Linked DNA regions of Rattus norvegicus: region 1 is linked to region 2. The links are chromatin contacts, called in public HiChIP or PLAC-seq maps. All regions are on one chromosome and are shown on one strand. Each heading gives the region's core, a stretch centred on a gene start, on an enhancer-like site or on the middle of the called end of the contact. The rest is flanking DNA. Distances are from core to core; before and after follow the strand shown.

The links. HiChIP or PLAC-seq counts read pairs in DNA pulled down with a chosen protein or histone mark.
Region 1: a contact with region 2 is called in an H3K27ac HiChIP or PLAC-seq map of oligodendrocytes, with 5 times the contacts expected there. The contact joins two enhancer-like sites. A contact is called at or near these places in 5 of 12 Hi-C or Micro-C datasets (Schwann cells, frontal cortex, hepatocytes and 2 more) and 1 of 1 datasets of contacts at active chromatin or transcription factors (oligodendrocytes).

What each region holds. Positions count from the first base shown.
Region 1 is chr17:85,693,669-85,696,368 of GRCr8, forward strand. It overlaps LOC108353137 (a long non-coding RNA gene), which reads left to right. Exons shown (of 3, transcript XR_010059276.1): 1 at 1-2,700. Among named protein-coding and RNA genes, the nearest start is that of Skida1, 20 kb to the right of the region's middle. Within about 2 kb of position 1,318, at least 68 of the 93 cell types and tissues checked have an H3K27ac peak or open chromatin away from gene starts, as enhancers often do.
Region 2 is chr17:85,278,568-85,281,267 of GRCr8, forward strand. It overlaps a transcript of Nebl not described here. Among named protein-coding and RNA genes, the nearest start is that of Nebl, 140 kb to the left of the region's middle. Within about 2 kb of position 1,389, at least 2 of the 93 cell types and tissues checked have an H3K27ac peak or open chromatin away from gene starts, as enhancers often do.

The DNA.
Region 1 (2,700 bases), core at 68-2,567, 420 kb after region 2:
AATGTCGATCCACAGTGGGGCATCCACAGAAGAGGTCCTACAGATGGTGGGGCCAAGGGTCCAGAAAATAGCGTCAGCGAGGGACAAATTCCGGGGTTCTGGACCGTCAGGCACGTTTCGCTTGGGGGACCCTTGAGCGTGAGGGTGAGGGAGGACCCACGTCCACCCACAGCCACGAGCGTCATGGAGCATCAGGCGGGTTCCACCTTAAAGAGTCCCGGAGCGCCCAACTGCGGAGACGCCTGGCACCTGCAGGGGGCGCTGCTGCCTCGCGGTTCCTCCCGCGCCGGGGCACAGCGAGCTCCTCGGCCTCCAGGCCTTCGTCCCCGGAGGGGGTGGGGACCCTAGGGGGAGGAAGGGCGCGAGTGCGGCCGCTAGGTAAGGATCCCGAGCCCTTCTGGATAGAGAAACAGCCTCCACAAGGCGCTAGCTGCGTGCAGCCTTCCGTCTTTCGGCCCAGAGAGGAAGTGCAAGCAGAAGCCCTCCCCTGCCCCCACCGCCTTCCTGCGTCCCTCCACCTCCGCTCTCCGACCCCGACCGTGCTTCCCAGACCCTTTGTTCTCCAGGTTGGGAGCGGCTGGGTGGGTTCCCCGGGGAGGAGGTGCCCTCGCTGCACGTGGAGGGGAAGGGATTGTCGCCGGGCTTCCGACCCGCAGTTCTCGCCCTTAGAGTCCCCTTAGCCCCACCGCCCCTTGACTTGGGCAGCTCCGTGTGGGCTTTCCCGCCTCTCTTTCCACGTCGCCGCCTCCCGGGTCTCCAGGAAGAGGAAGGGTAAAGACTGACGCCAGGGGCTAGAGAGACCACGTCTACTTCCAGGCGCGGAGAAGCCCCTGGGACTCGTTTGGGCCTGAACCCACAGCGCCCGCCGCAGGTCACCGAGGGCATACTCGGACCTCGGGCGCACGGTCGCGGCAGCAAGTCCCGTCGCAACCCCTCTTCCTGAGGACCCCAGAGCCCCAGAGGGGAGAATGGGACATTGTATGTCGCGCCCAGGAGTCTGATTGCAAACGAACGCTCTCTCCACCCCACCCTCGGCGGCGCCACCCGCGTCGCCCCTCTGCCGCGCGTGACCCCAAGGGCTTGGGCGATTGTGTCTCCCTGAGTACAGTTACAATTGTGTTCGGCTTAATTTCTTACTCGGCTGAAGGCGTCGCGGAGTAAAGCGAGGGGAGCAGGATGTAGGGTGGGGGAGGGGAGCTAGAGCGGGAAACTGCGGGGGAGGGGAGGGCAACTGCACAGTGAAGGGCTACTACAGGTCCCGAGTCCGAGGTGACCAGGCAGCACCACTCATCCAGGCCCAGAACCTGGGCCCAGCAGCCGTAGCGTGGCAGAGCTCTCCCCAGCCTCGGCCCTGTGCACGAATCTCCGCAGACTGCCATCCTCACTCTTTGCACTCCAGCTCATTTGCGCTCGGCCGGGTTGGGGGAGGGTTCCGCACCAGCAGGGTGTCACCAAGTAGGTGCAGCCGCTGGAGTAGCAGCTCGGCCTGTGGCTGTCAGCTCCAGGCTTACGGGAGCCCCCTCCCGCCTCTTGGCTTGACCCAGGTCCTCACTGGCTGGTCTAAAGGCGCGCTAGCACTTCTCTCCGCAGCGGGTTCCGGGGGACACACCCCATCCCCACCCCCGAGAGCTGGCGGCCAGCTCGGTATGCCAGGCGGCCAGACGGGCGCCCTGCCAAATTCCGCGTTCCTCTCCAGGAGACGGGGAATTGCGTCCCAGGCTCGGGAAAGCCGGTAGTTCGGGCTTGGGACTGGTTTGCAAAGCCTCCCCCCCGCTCCCCCAAGGCGCCAGGGACGCCTCTGCAGGTTGGATTCCTACTCCGTATCACTTCAATTTTAATTAATCTTTTAAAACACCGCTGTCACGTCGCTTGCAGAAAATTAATCAAACTTGAATCCTTGTTGCATAGCAAGAATTTCGATCCAAGTCTTTTAAAAAGGACTTGACTTTGCAAAGTCACGTCTTTTACAGTTCCTTCATTCCCCCTTTAGCAAGGGAAATACTGCAAAAGTCAGGACATGTTTGCTTCTTTCTGCCTTTAAAATGAAACTCTGCTTATTTCTGATCTTTATTTTCCTGTCTTTGAACAAAAAAAAAAGTTAAGCGATAAATTGCCTTACCTCTGTTAATTCGAAATATAATTAGTTTGAATGATCTTTGTTTAAGAGCCCAGATAAACTAAGATAATCTTAATTTTAATGTGACACGACCCCTATTTTTCCTTGTGAATAATGAGAATAAAGAAGTCATTAATTAATACCAAGGTATCTCCATAGAAGACGGTATCTGGTAGCGCCAAGACGCTGAAACATCGGTTGTATTAGTAATTGATACTGTATAATTGAACATGAAGATAGTCGTCTGTTTTTTAACCTCAAAGCTCCGAGTTTATTTGGTGATTACTGAGCTTCTAATAATTAATTTTAGTCCCTTCTTGATGCAAAAATTCTTAGGATTCCCAGTTCCCATGCAACGGAGGATTCTTATTAAAGCCCACCCCTCAAAATGATCGAGGAGCTATATCATGGAGCAACCCTTCCTGGCCCGTTATTTGTAATAAATTTGCCCTATTTTCATGTCTGATTACATTTCCCTGTGCTGTAATTTACGAAAGTACAAGAATATGCCTACTTCTTATTACTGCTTTGTCTCCCCGTCCGCACTCAGTCGGCTCAGCCTAGCACATGATCCCTAAGACGTT
Region 2 (2,700 bases), core at 139-2,638:
CCATAGAGATGTAAAGACAGCCTAAATGGTTTTGTACAAACAATACAGACAGTTTGAAAAATAAATGGTTCATACAAACAAAACATATGCTTGAGAATGAGATGGGCAAAGGAAGGAAGGAAAGAAGCAGACAGAGAGGTGTGGGAACTCATGTTATTGACTCTGCCCAAAAAAGAGGCGGGGCCATATTTTTAGTGAGCTGATTGGTTTGTTACTCAACAATCTGGGAAAATAGTCCTCCATACACTTGGAGGTGAGTGTAAAGAAAAAAGAAAAACTCTCTGTGGGAAGAGATCCACAACATATGCCTGAGTTATGAGAAATATCAGATTCCTTAGGGGTTGTTCGGTGTTTCAGTCATGAGCTTGATCACAAATTTCCATGTAACACACCAGCGAATAAAAGTGTCTTCTGTTTCCTGTAAACTACAATGTTTTAAGAAAAAAAAATCTCAGATTAAAAGGAAGTAAAGAGATACAAAGAAATCGGAATACAACATGAATGCTTCTCAATAAATGCATAAATAAGAGAAAGGCAGATTCGTGACAACTAGATCAATTAATCCAAAAGCAGGAGGTTCATGATTACCAGGCGACTTGAGCGCTTAGCACTGGCTCAGACAGTATTTGTTTCAGAGCAGTGAGTAGGAAATTGCTTATTTCTGAAATGTAACTACAAACTTCTAAAACATACCAAGAGCTTTACTCATGGTGGTTGGGGTTGGGTGTTTGTTTGTTTGTTTGATTCCGTGTATCTTTTCCCAGGATGGTTTGCTTGCAAAGCACATGCTCTACCATGAAGCTGGACATCCAGCTCCCTAAGTCATAATTCTTGATGTAAAAGCGTTCCACCAGCCACCAGTCTCTTCACGCAAGTCCAGTGGCATTTGCTGAGCATCTAATACATGTGAGAAATGTCCCTTTCATACATGTCAGTCAGCATTAGCCTGTAATCCTACAGCTGAAAAAGCCCAGAGGCCGTGAGAAGATGGGGCTAGTAATAGTGTATTACCCTGCCCAGTAACATTTTCCCTCGACTGGCACATTATTCCTGGGACAGTCACAGAAAAGAAATTGCACTAGCTAGGAACATTAACAGAGGCGGGGTGATGGCTTCAACTAAAATCACATGTGACAAGCGGCCGCCACACACCTCCATTCTACCTGGCTGATAGGCGGGCTCTCCTCTCTTTGTCCTGCTACCCCTTTGTCCCCAATCCACCCTCCTTTGAGACTAATAGTTCCACCAACTCAGGGCCATCAATCTTTCCACACCACCATTAAGCTGCATGGAAAATGGAAGTGGTTGAAAGGCACAATCATGATTTGAGTCATTTCCATCCATTCTCGAAGGCTTAGAGAGCTCATTTAAAGGGCCCTTATTTTCTCCATGTTATCTAATAAGGAGTAGAGACTTATTAAGGCATCAGATTTCCTTTCCCATATGCTGTTACAAAACAGGCACAGAGCAGGGCTGTTTGGATTGTTGAAAAAAAAAAATTCTATCAGTAGACTTTTTCTAAACACACCTCCTAAATCAACAAACGTTCTATTTCTTATAAACATGGAAGCGAAGCATGGTGGGTAAAATTTTGTACATGCTACTGATTACAAACTAATATAAAACTTTAGGAACACAACAAAATTTAGTGAGTGAAAGAGACCTGACTTGATGTGGAAAAGCCTAGAAGTGATACATACATCCACTGAGAGGAATTCTAGATACAAAGTGTCACCCACTGAGACTCACCCAGAAACAGAAAAGGCCAAAGCAAACAGAACTGTTAATAAAGGCATTTTATTTTGAGACTCTGATTTCCTTTTAAAAAGCAGCATCTGATAGCTTTGATTTACTCACCCAGGACACAGAACAATGGAACAAGACTTCCTGAGCGTTCACACTAGGCCAAGTGCATTTTAAATCTTAGTTCTGACCTATGAAATCATTATTCCCCTACACTGATTCTCTTGCATTGTTCTCTTAATAGTTTCTCAGTTAGATAGAATGTGTTCATTTATAAACTATTTAAAGACACATTAGAACTATCTGTTCCATTTATAGACACTTCAGAGTATACGGAAAAAGTGTAAAGACCTGTTGTTTAAAATAATAGGATTTTACTTTTCCATAAATACATGAAGCTTCTAGGCGCTGTTCTAAAGTTTTAATTTTGTAATAAACTCTTTATATTTAGCTCCAAACTGTCATTCATTAAGAAACATGATAAAATGTTTTAATGAATTAAATCCCTAACAACTGTCACGATGTTAGAGAAATGATATATTAACTCAGTTGACAAAGGTGGATACTGTTAAACCTGACATTCTCTGTTCCAACGGACCTACATGATAACTCCTGTAAGTAGTTTCTGGTTTCCACATATATGTTTATCACGGCACACATGCCCATACATGTGTATATGTGTGCATGCACATACACACACACACGTGAAATAAATGTCTATCTAAATAAAATTTTGAATTTTATTTAAATGTTTATTAAAATAGAGTACTGTCTTATGACCAGCTGTGGTTTGAATATGTTGTGAGTATTCTCCGAAGTCTACATGTAAAGGCTTCGTCCCCCTGGGAGGAATACTAAAAGGGACCCTAACAGAAGGCCCATCAGAGCACATGAGGCAGGCAGGGAGATAGACCTTTTGAGGAGATGTTAGGACTCCACCCATCCCACCCCATTTTC